Linked DNA regions of Gossypium hirsutum: region 2 is linked to region 1. Evidence: chromatin contacts called from public Hi-C data. All regions are on one chromosome and are shown on one strand. Each heading gives the region's core, a stretch centred on a gene start, on an enhancer-like site or on the middle of the called end of the contact. The rest is flanking DNA. Distances are from core to core; before and after follow the strand shown.

The links. A called contact is a pair of places that touch in the nucleus more often than the background predicts.
Region 2: a contact with region 1 is called in a Hi-C map of leaf, with 2.2 times the contacts expected there. The contact joins the promoter of LOC107899234 here to the enhancer-like site in region 1. A contact is called at or near these places in 2 of 34 Hi-C or Micro-C datasets (both in leaf).

Annotation. Positions count from the first base shown.
Region 1 is chrD04:35,382,741-35,389,038 of Gossypium_hirsutum_v2.1, forward strand. No RefSeq gene overlaps it. Among protein-coding and RNA genes, the nearest start is that of LOC107899244, 9.8 kb to the left of the region's middle. Within about 2 kb of position 2,066, at least 2 of the 9 cell types and tissues checked have an H3K27ac peak or open chromatin away from gene starts, as enhancers often do. A contact at or near this core is called in leaf, where this site is marked.
Region 2 is chrD04:35,977,263-35,983,553 of Gossypium_hirsutum_v2.1, forward strand. LOC107899234 (pentatricopeptide repeat-containing protein At2g36240) reads left to right here and starts at 2,254. Exons shown (of 1, transcript XM_016824884.2): 1 at 2,254-4,587. The coding sequence starts at 2,324. The coding sequence ends at 3,802. LOC107899236 reads left to right here. Exons shown (of 3, transcript XM_016824887.2): 2 at 88-456; 3 at 532-1,274. The coding sequence starts at 364. The coding sequence ends at 795.

The sequences.
Region 1 (6,298 bases), core at 816-3,315:
CTCAACCTTGCACATACGTAGCATTCTCAAACAACAAAGATCACACATCATCATAGGACTTATCCTAGACTCAACACAGATTCATGCCAGTCATGCAACATCCAAATATGGAGTATATAAACTAAACATATGTTTCCTTACCTCATATGCTTAACTTTTCTGTATGTCAGAGCTTCCATTCTCCTAGAAGCTAATCATTATAAACAAAAATCGTGAGTGAAATGAGTTTTCCAAAAACATACAGAACCCTTAAAAAGGTTCTAAAATTTCTTAACTTTATTTTCTAAACCTCACGTACACCAAAAGACTTAAAACCTTACCAACTCACTAGATTCTCTACTTTTCTAACTCAAATCTCATGATCATCGTTCCATGCAGAACTTCTTATAACTATCTCTTCTTCAGATCAACCAAGGAAGAAGATGAAGAAGAGAAGAAGGTGAAATAGATTTCAGAAGAATTCTCCCTAGGAAGTCATTTTCCCAACAATTATCGCCCTTCACGCTCGATTATCAACCCTATAAAAACCATTCGTTGGTAATCTTTTTGTCTCCCACTAAGGAAGCAACTAGTTTTAATCCAACCGAACCAGAATTGGATCTTAACCATGTCTAGTTCAGTCACTAAATTTTCCTGACTTTTCAGTAAAGGCCACTAGCTTATGACTCCTTTCAATTTAACCTCTATTTGTTCCTAACTTTTGGACTTAAAGGAAATCGAGTTTGACAATGTCTCTATCTTCTGTGAGTCGTCCGCTATGATGCCCAAGATAAGGCATTTTCCCAATTAGACTTGATAGATGAGATATTAGTCTTTTAATTTGTTTGCTCATTTTCGATTAGGCTAAGGACGTATTTAGGTTCGTCTACTAATAAAATTTATCTTTTCGTATTAAGATCTGACCAAGCAATACTGATTAGTATTGGTTAAACATTAGACAACTAATGAGCAACATTTGCTTTCATTTTGCATTTTGCTTTGCGTGTAAAAACCATTTGAGGATAATAATACAAAGTATATTAATTGTAATCAATGAATTTATTTTATTAACCAATCTATTCGAAAAAATTACAAGTTTACATTTTGCTATTCCATTGGGTTAATAAAATAAATTCATTGATTACAATTAAAATAAACTAAATCAATGAATTGTAATCAAAGTTTCTTTGGCTTTTACATTTTGCTATTCCATTGGGTTACTTTATGTCACTCTTTTTGGATATTATTTGGAGACATTTATTGATTGTATTGTGAGGTATTTGGGAGAGTAATTTGTAACAATTTGATTCATTGTTGGGGCTGCAAATGTCTATTGCTGTAAGGTGGTTTTTTGGCTTTAGCCAATAAGTGATTTGGTTGGATTGTTGAATAAGAATCATTCTCTGAGCAAGGCTCGATAGAGTAGGATTGGTGAATTTAAATTTTATTAAAAAATATTATTTGTTGGTTTCTTTCCTTATTTGCTCCTTGGTTTGCTTTGTCATTAATTTAATTTGTCTAATTATGTTCCAACTGTAATTAGAATGAAATTGTTTTTCAAGTGCAAACTGAAGACTTTTTCATTTGTCAATTAGAAAACCAAAAGAGAAAGAAGCCAAAGAAGAGAGAACAAAAAAATAACAACAAAGTATTTTGAGATAATTATAGAGAGGTCCCTAGCTTTAGTAAAAAGTACAAATACAATGTCATGTGTCAGTCATTATATTAATTATAGAGAGGTCCCTAGCTTTAGTAAAAAATAACAATCCGTCACTAGATTAACAAAACTTTTAACGATGGGGACTAATTTAGACAATTATATTAATTAGAATGACTAAATTAAGAAAATATTAAAGTAATCGAAATAAGACAAACCCTATTTTAAAGTGACTATGGGTGCAACTTACCTATTATTTTGCTTGTGAAATGGTTCAAGCCGAATTGGAGAATATACAAAATGGAATACGCAACAGCTTTCTTGGGTGTTTATCAATGGTTCAAGTTGTACAATTGAAGACACCATTAGGCCTACATAAAAAGGTGGCCCAATCATAGGCCCATACATTTTAAAAGGAAACTATTACGCATTAGCATTTTTCCTAGAGTTTTGTCAAAGGTCTACAAGGGCGGCTTGTTCCCTTTCCGCACGCCACGAGGCACACCACATAGATAATAAAATATAAGACAAAAACCAACCCACCAACACTTCTTTTAAAAAGTAATAAATAAATAAATTGCAAAATGAGTAATTAATCAAGCCGATAAAATATGGGTTCGTAATTGGTTCATTTAATTTCATTCAATTCTATGTTAAATTTATGGTTAAAATATGTTACAAGTCTTTGTATTTTTTAAAATCTAAAAATTTAGACATTGTACTTATATTTTATAAAATTTAGTTTCTTTAATTTTCAGATTTTAAAATTTAGGTCTAATTGTTAACACTATTAAATTTTTTTATTAAATCTGTTACTGTGATATTTTTCAAATAAAAAAGATATTTATTTGGTAGTCATGTAATTAAAAAAATGACTTTGTAATTAATTTGAATTTAACAAAAAAGTTAACAATATTAACAGTTGTACTTGAATTTAGAAATCTAAAATACAGAAAGACTAAATTTCATAAAATAGAAGTATAAAAACTAATTTTTAATTTTTAAAAATTACAAAAACTTATGAGACATTTTAACCTAAATCTATTGAAAAACTTATTTATCCGATTCTTTTATATTTACGCAAGACTTTGGTTATTTCAATTTAGTAAGTCTTCTTCACTTTCCCACTCTTTTTGATGAAATGAATTTTGGCAGTGGGAATTGGGAAATCATTTCCAAATCCAGCGCACTCCTCACTTTATATTCATAAATCATGGGAAATTTTTTATATTCATAAATTATTCAATTTTTTTAATATTAAATTTCCAAACATTCATTAAAATAATATATTGTTTAGTAACTTAGAGATTTTATTAAATATGATGTTATTCAATTTTGTTACTTTTAAACTTGTTTTTTTTTCAAATTTTTCGTGTTTCTTCACATATAAGTTACTCTTTTCTATAATAGTCCCATTTTGTTTATCAAGATTTTACCTGATATAGAAATATAGCTATTATACATCTATAATAACACATTGTTATACAAAGATAATTGTTCTAAATCTACCATAGAATTCATATAATTATTTTCATTAAATAAATAAAGTGAGAATTATGTTGGAAAAAGAAAGAAAGTGAGAATAAAATCAACAAAATTAAACGGTGTATAACGTGTCATGCATTATTACCTTTATGCATATTTTATTTTACACTTGTTTTCATGATTAATTATAAAGTTCATAAATCTAAAATGTTCAACTAATCAATATAAGTTATCAAATTAAATTGATTAATTTATTATAAGTTATTAAATTCAAGTTGTCACATTAGGATTCCTAAGGTCTTAAGTAGCAAAAGAGTTTGACATGCTAAATTGAAAAGTTCTCTAATCTAGCGGGTTCTTTTTGCAAATAAGAACAAGTAGTAGGCCGGTTGAGGAAAAGTTGGATTTCAACCATAATCCAGTTGGTTATGAACTAGAAATTACTTAGTGGGAGACATGATAATTAAAAGGTTGTACACTTGGGTATTGAAATAGAGACTGGTGAAGGAAGTAAGGGAGTACCATATAAGGGAGATATGCTATCCTCTGGGATCGTCTTTTTCTTTCTTTGATCTTTCTTCACCATCTTCAATGGTTAGGGTTGCAAGGAAGAAATATGAAAGAGCAGTCCGCATGGAGGAAATAAGCTAAGGATTGTGCACAAATAACTGATGATTTATCGAGCTGGTAAGTTTCCTAATCTTTCTGTATGCACGAATTTAAGGAAAAGGAAGAAAGGTAAAGATGGCAATTAACTGTCGAATTTGTTTTGTTCTGATTTGGAATTTTGAATAGTTGCTTAAATGGTTTATGCATGCAAGTAAAGTATGACTCTTTTGATGATTAGAGAATCTGAATTTGGTTGTTATGTTGTATTGACTATAGAGGCTCATGTAGCAAGGGAAAAAGGCTTAGAAGATGGATTTGGCGGCAACTCCCAAGTGAGTTCTCAGACTCAGATCTTAAATGGATGTATTTTATGTTACTCATATACTGAATATGATGAACTAGTATTTTACCAATGGTGAACCAACTCGTGGCGAAGTGTTGATGTCTTGTGTGTGCATGTGGTATTGAATGCAAATACCGATTGGATGAATCTGATCATGATTGAATAGATGAATGGTTTAGCGTGATGTATGTTGTTTAATGAGATGCAATTATATGAATAAATAAATATGATGATGATTCACAAATGGTATGATTGGCACACTATATGACGCATTTGTCACACCTAGATATCCTAAATACCTGAACTTAAGGAAGAGTCGGGGACCTAATCGAATAGGAGTAGAAATTCACAGGGCACTAATAAGGCGTTTAGAAACTTAAGTTGTTGGGTAGGGAAAAGTTGAATCTCGAAACTAGTTTGGTTAGATTAGAATCAGTTGGTTCCACAGTGGAAGACACAATAAGTAGGACTGAGTGGTAGCGGCGGTCTACGGAGATCGTGCTAAGGGAGTATATAGGACGAAATGGAAACATAATTCTTCATAATTTTGTCTTCTTAAAAACCAAACATCTTCTTTAGGTAAACTGAAGAAGAAGAAGAAAAAGAAGAAGAGGTAGCTGTGGAAGGTTTTGCATGTCGTTACCATCGTGAGGAGCCAAGTTTGGCAGTAGAAGAATAATGAATTGTAGCCAGGATGAAGTAGACTCTAGCAAAAATGACAAGCTGAACTACAAAGAATAAGGAATTGATGTGAGATTCTAATATCCAATATGACTAGTCTAATTCCTGTTGGGATAGAAAGACATGTATGCATGATAACATGAGTAATCGTCATTGTATGTTAATAAGAAGGATCATGGCATGATTTAAAGGTTTGTTGTACTCCAAACTATTATGTTGCATGAAAATATGTGCATGTTCTAAATGATAACTGTGGGAAAAAACCTAAACAGGTTAAATGAAGTTAGTATGGGAATAGGGAGTGACCCTATTATATACCACCTCGGGCAAAGCTCTAGGCCTTGCGGAGGAAACACTGCGGTGTTCGAGTATCAAGGTTAGGTGGTGTAAAAGAGGTAACGAGAAGTGGATTTGGGTAATATGAATCATGGAATGGTATTTATCGCGACGGCAATATCGACTGGTCATTCGGAGTGATACCGTGATGACGATATATGGCATAAAACCATTGATGAAAGATGCTATGGTAGTTTGGTATGTCGTACGTAGTGTAAGACCATGGATGAAAGATGTCATGACAGCATGGTAGACGATAAAGGCATATAATGTAAGACCATGGATGAAAGATGTCATGGCGGCCCGGTATAAGGTATAAGGTGTAAAACCATAGATGAAAGATGCTATGACAAACATGTTTAATGAGTAACACCATGGACGAAAGATACCAAGGCACCAATTGATATCATACCAAGATGGCAGATTGGTGTAAGACCATGGGAGAGAGGCTCTATGGCATCTATAGAGGTAGTATGCCGAGATAGTAAACACGAGGTGGTCTACCAGGACCTAATGAACACGTGGTGAGAAAGGTGTAAGACCTTAACTCGGTTAAGGCAACAAAAAGAGTCTGTCAGTGAGCAAGCATAGATAGTTTGCTAGGACGTTAAACATAGGGATTAAGCTAAGTTAGACCATGATAATATGATGTTACGACATATCAGAAAGTCCATTGAAATGATAAGGCAAAAAAGTATGCCAAGATATATGGCGTGGGACCCTAACGAGGGAGTTAATCATACAGGAGATACGCTATAGACTAGGATCGAAAGAACAATGAACGACATGATAATTTACAAGAATGATTAGGCGATGAACGTCTGAAAGACATAGACCACTAGGTTGATAGGGACTCGCCAAAGCCATGATGGAGGAGGAGTATGGGTACATAAATAAGTTCTTCGAGGAAAACCTTAGGAAGAGGTTCAACATGAGAGTATGAAATTATAAAGAATGGAGAGTTGCATATTCATCAAATCTCTCAAGCTAGATGGATTACGAGGTGGATTGAAGGGGGTTTTATCCCATAGGAAGGTTCAAGCATGATCCAACACATGCAAATGACATAGTAAGGGTAACGCAGTAAGAATCTGCCAAGCAAGTGAAGGTATCCAATAGCTCACCATTATAGCAAGAAGAATGCTAGGCGCTAACAGGAAGTCTGCGGTGCTCCCAATGAGTTACATGGAATTTTAAATTTTGCATTT
Region 2 (6,291 bases), core at 1,004-3,503, 590 kb after region 1:
GATATTTAACTTAATTATAATTTTATGAAGTGTTCACCTTTTGATTCATGATATTAAACTTAAATTTAATTTGTTTTTTTTCTTAAGATAATTATGTCAGGTGTTTCAGAAAATGTTTCCTCCCAAGCTTCTCGCGAAACCAAAAGGAAATGGGTTCCGGAAGAAGATGCAGCATTGGTTTCCTGCATGGTGGACTTGCACAATGTTGGAACCTTTAATGCTGATACGGGGTTCAAAGCCGGTTATTTAAATGAGTTGGAAAAAATGTTAGAAAAGGCTTTACCCAATGGAATGTTGAAGGCTAAACCTAATATAGAATCGAGGATTAGGTTACTAAAAAGGGATTGATCAATCGTGTATGACATGCTTAATGGTCAAAATAATAGCGGTTTTGGTTGGGACGAGCATAGGCAGCTCGTTGTTGCTGAAGATGCGGTTTGGAACTCTTATTTAAATGTAAGAATTATTTCAAGTCTTTATTATCTTATTTATTCTCAACTTATAACTAATATGATTTACTCATTTTTATAGAGTCATAAAGAAGCCGGTCAATTCAGACATCGTAGTTTCCCTTACTACGACCAACTTAGAACCATCTACGCACGAGATCGAGCGACTGGTAAAGATGCTCAAACAGCCGCTGATTTTATTGAAGAAATAAATGCTCAAACAACCGATGATGTACCTACTACAGATATTAATGAAGAAAGAAACGAATTCTATGACTGCGAAGCTGATGTCTCTTTGGATGACATGGATGTTTCTGCTACGGAGCCGCAACCAGGTAGAAACTAAGGGGGTTCCTCATCTTCAAAGAAGAAAAAGAAGAATTATGATGCAAGTGAAAATATTTCTTCTTCATTTAATGAGGCTGCCACTTTATTGGCGGAAAACATGCGGGCTATTGGTGAACAAATCAGTAGGAGTATTGCCTCTGATGTGGTAGTTCAAAAGAAGTCAGAAGAATTCCAGATCATCCAAGAGAAAGCTACAAATTTATATTCAACCTTATGTGAAATTGAAGGTTTAACCGTGGATGAGCAGTATCGAGCTTTGAGTAAAATTCCAAATCATCCAACTCAAATGCTAGTTTTCTTTAGTTTACCTTCTGATGCGCGGTTGGAATGGGTCAGAAGATTTCTTTTTGACCATTAAAAATCCATGTTCAAACTTTTTTGATGTTGTAAAACTATATAACATATGGATTATGATATAAAATTTTATTTTCATCTAACCTTTTGTTAATATAAGTTAATTATGTTTATGCAGAATATAATTCTCAAGTTATATTATGATTTTAGTAAATTCATATAAGAATATTTATTATTAAGAATTTTATGAAATTATATATCATTATTAAATTATATTTAATAATAATTATTTTAAATTATACAAATTCATATAAGAAAATTTATTATAAAGAATTTTATGAAATTATATATTATTATTAAATTATATTTAATAATATTTATTTTAAATTATACAAATTCATATAAGAAAATTTATTAGTAAGAGTTTTATGAAATTATATATTATTATTAAATTATATTTAATAATAATTATTTTAAATTATACAAATTCATATAAGAAAATTTATTAGTAATAATTATTTTAAATTTTATTAAATCATATATTTTAATTAAAATATATTTAATAAAAATTATTTCAAATTATATTCTATAGTATCATACATTATGATTTTAGTAAATTCATATAAGAATATTGATTATTAAGAATTTTATTAAATTATATATTTTAATTAAAATATATTTAATAATAATTATTTCAAATTATATTTTATAGTATCATATATTATGATTTTAGTAAATTCATATAAGAATATTGATTATTAAGAATTTTATTAAATTATATATTTTAATTAAAATATATTTAATAATAATTATGTTAAAATATGATTAAATTATTTATTACTGATATTAATAATCTTATTGAAATTTAATAAGAATAATCATTTACCTAAATAAATTTCTGCTAAAGGTATTCTAGTCATTTTAGTTTTTTTCTTATGCTATTACAGATCCATTCCATTCAACTAAATACAAGAATACTATTACGCCTCTATTCTATTTCATTCAACCAAACAAAAAAAATTACCTATTGCGCCTCTATTTCATTACACCTCTAATTTATTCTTGGTTATTCAAGTCAAAAGGTTGACAGGTTGAGATAGGCCGAAAAAGGGACTCGGGTGGGCTTCAAAAACTTACCTGGAATCGAAACAACAAAAGGCGGTGGCCTTATCAAAAGTCATTATTTCCTGTTTGTCATATTGACAAGTTTTCTGTTCTTCAAAAAATAGCTAATGAAGAAGAAGAACCTTCTTAAACCTCTCCAAAATCCTCCATCGAAATGCCCACGGTCACTCCCATCACTGTCTCCACTCATGGACTCACCCCAAACACCAACCCCTTCCCTTTCTCTCTTCCCCACAACACCCCAACCCCATCACCACAAGCAACTATTTTCCTTCCTCAAAGCTCACCTGACCCACCAACCCTTAACCGCCAAAACCCTCCTTCACTTTCTCAAAACTAAGCTTCACCATCACCCCATTTTCACCCACTATGACTTCCAAGTTTTCTCTTGGGCTTCCACCGTTGACTCTTTCCGTCATGATCACTCTACTTACCTGTGGATGGCTCATTCCTTAGCTTCCTCTCACCGTTTCTCCCTGCTTCGTTCTCTCCTTAGTTTTATAGTTGCCAATCCTTGCCCTTGCTCTCCAGGTATCTTCTCTTGCCCTCAGATAGAACCCCTTTTTCGTTTCGTTATCGATGCGTTTTGTAGGTCTAGGAAGTTGAGTGATGCTGTTTTTGCTTTTGAAACCATGAAGAAATTGATCGATGGAAGGCCTAGTGTCGTTATTTATAATGTTATGATTAATGGGTATTTGAAAAGTGGGGATTTTGATAACGCTTTGAGGTTTTATGAGAGGATGGAAAAGGACAGAGTGAAACCAGATGTGTGTACATTTAATACTTTGATTAGTGGTTATTGCAGGAATGGGAAGTTTGAATCAGGATTGAAGTTGTTTAAAGAAATGAAGGAGAAAAGCTGTAGGCCTAATGTGGTTAGTTTTAATACTTTGATTCAAGGGTTTTTCAGAGAAAGGAAGGTTAAGGAAGCTATTGAGATGGCAAACGAGATGACTCAATCAGGGTGCCAATTTTCGACAGCGACTTGTGAGATTTTGGTCAAGGGTTTGTGTAAGGAAGGCCAGGTTCTGGAGGCATCTGACATGATCGTTGATTTCTGTAGGAAGGGACTTTTGCCGAAGGGGTTTGATTGTTGTGGTTTGGTTGAAGAGCTTTGTGGTAAAGGCAATGCTGGTAGAGCATTTGAGGTGGTTAATGAGTTATGGATGAAAGGAGATGTTCCAAGTTCGATTGCGTGTACCACTTTGATTGAAGGTTTAAGGAGATCCCAGAGAAGAGAAGATTCATTTGGATTGATGGAAAAAATGCTTAAAGATGGTATTGTTCCAGATATCCTGACTTTTAATTATCTTATACAAGATCTTTGTGATTTGGGAAGAACAATGGATGCAAATAAATTTAGATTATTGGCTTCAGCAAAGGGTTTAGAACCAGATGAGGTGACTTATAACATTTTGGTGTATGGATATACAAGGGATGGGAGAAGAAAGGAAGGTGAAAACTTGGTGGATGAGATGTTGGATAAAGGATATATACCTGATATTGCTACATATAATAGGTTGATGGATGGACTCTCCAATTCTACAAGTTCCAAATTGGAGAAAGTTAGTGCCATTCATAGGTGAGTACGAGTTGTGAATATTGATATCAGAGCCCAAATTTATCTCAGATTTTCTGGTTTTCTTATCAACGGAGAGGAAGAATTTTTTTCTTTGAAAAGTTTAATTGGCATTTGATTGATTCAGGACCGATGTTATAAGTTGATTTAGAGAAGAAAAGACTGCATTATTTACTTGTAAAAACTAGCATGACAAGCACTGGTAGTTCAAGGAAGAACAAGAGTTTGCAAGCAATGTGCTGTGAAATTCACTTTAGTGCCTGATAAGTGAAGTCAGTTGGTGCAGGCAATCTTCTGCTTCGAACTGCAAGGGGGAATCCGTTGATCAAAAGCAATCTTCCGCTTCCTAATCAGCCTGAAGCTAAACACCAAGCAAAGAAGCTTGGATGGATTCGGATCTTCCTCGAAATTTGACAACAAATCTACTTGAGTCTGAGAGCACAAAATGGGATACTATATGATGTTAGTACTTGGCTATCATGCTTTTTCCCTGCATATGATTGAGTTAACAGCATTTATTTGCTAAGCAACGGACCAAAGGACTGAACACCTGATGCTAGGGCCGCTACAGATCTTCAATTTGATGAATTCCCTAATTGTAAACATTTCTCAGTGTATTTGCAGCACTTCAGTAGGAAGTGGCCCTATTCACCGTCTTACCCACCTCTGGTTTTCTTTTCCTTTTGCTCTATACTCCTTTTATGATGTCTGTATGCATTACTATATTTAGTATTTACTCTGTTTCTTTACCTTTTGAATTATCTTTAGATTATTATGTTCTTTTTTGGTTCATTATGATGTTACTTGGTTCTTCCCACTTGTTTAGCTACTAATCTTCCTACATCACCCTTTCATGGCTGCCATTTCCCATTCTGAAGATTTTGTAAGTTATCTACACACTTACCAGGAATTTTGTTTAGGGGAGATAAAGATAAAATTATAAAATTTTGGGAAGCTAAAATTATTGTGTTAAAAATACTTGAATTAAATTATTTAATTTTTAGACGGGCCAAATTTAGAAATTTTCTATTTAACTAAAGGTTTAAAATGCTTAAATTTAATGTTTTACTTGGTTAAGAGGGTTAATGCCACCACCTGCCATGGATAGGAAATGTTGTTTAATTAAACAGTTTGGTATATAGGCAGACACTATTAGGGGACGAAGAGAACCCGAGAGGTCAAAATAAACAACAAAGTTATCAGTTAAACTCCTAGTTTCATACAAATACTAAGATTGGAACTGCTTCCTTTTCTAGCAAGAGCATCCGCAGAACGGATAAATATGGAGCAGACGACTCCACTAGAAGCTACTGAATCATGAAAGAGAATCAAGCAAGTCATTTTTATGATCATGATTTTTTATGTTCACAAAAAGATAGGAGAAATGTGCAAGCTTTTAGCAAGTTGGAGCGCATCCCTAAGACCTTATAACTTGACTGTGATTCCGATAAATCTATGAGAACCGGCAATCCAATGAACATTATGATCCCTAATGATAGTTCTCGAGCCAACAGAGCCAGGGTTGCCAAGCGAGGATCAGTCATAGTTGAGCTTGAGCCAACCCAAGGGGGAGGGGAGGAGACCATTTGACATGAATAAGTCTTGGAGGCCCTTTGATTTTAAAATGAAGTGAGAAAGTAGAGAACTCTCCTTAACATCATAAGGTTTATTGAAGATGATAGCATTCTTAGTCATCTAAATGGTACGAAGGAGAAAGGCAAACAAAATTGCCCCAAGGGATATGGTGGTGTTTCAAAAAAGGTTTTCTTTAATCCAAGTGTCATAAGGAGCATTCCAACAGGATCTTGAGAGATGAGGGATAGGGAGAAGCTTCCACAAGTTGTAGATCATAGTGCACTCTTTTAGGAGATGACTGGCAGTTTCCTGATTGGAGTTGCAGAACGAACGCTCAATACTAACGCTCATTCCTCTCGAAAAGAGCAAGGAAAGAGTTGCAAGATAATTTCCAAAGAAAGAAAATTTAGGTGGAAGGTTGATCCAATTGCAATGATGGATATTGAAAGCAGATTTTAGGGTGAAAACACCATTAGAAGTGCAATTCCAGCGAATGGAGTCTTTCGTATTGCCATAAAGAGAGCAATGTAGAAGGACAAAGGAGGATCTGAAATGTCATTGACATCTACTCTTTTCATAATGGCTCCATTTTGTATGCTCTAACACTTTTTTTTTTAAGTAATCAAAGCCCCTCAAGTTTGATAACAAATAAAAAAACTCTTATGAACTTGATGCTAGCTAAGCTCTCGTTAGCTTTAAGTTTAATTTTTAAAAAAATTGTTATCTATTTGTTTTTATCTTCTCTTTTACATCTTGTTTATTTTTAATAATTTTATGCATTAAATATTTAAATTTTAATTTAATATAATATTAACTTTGTGATGATTTTTTTCTTTTATATTTTAATCAAATTCTTTCCTAATTTTACATTGAGGGGCTCGTGGAGTTCCTATATTCACTCCTTTTCCTTCTTATTGTTGC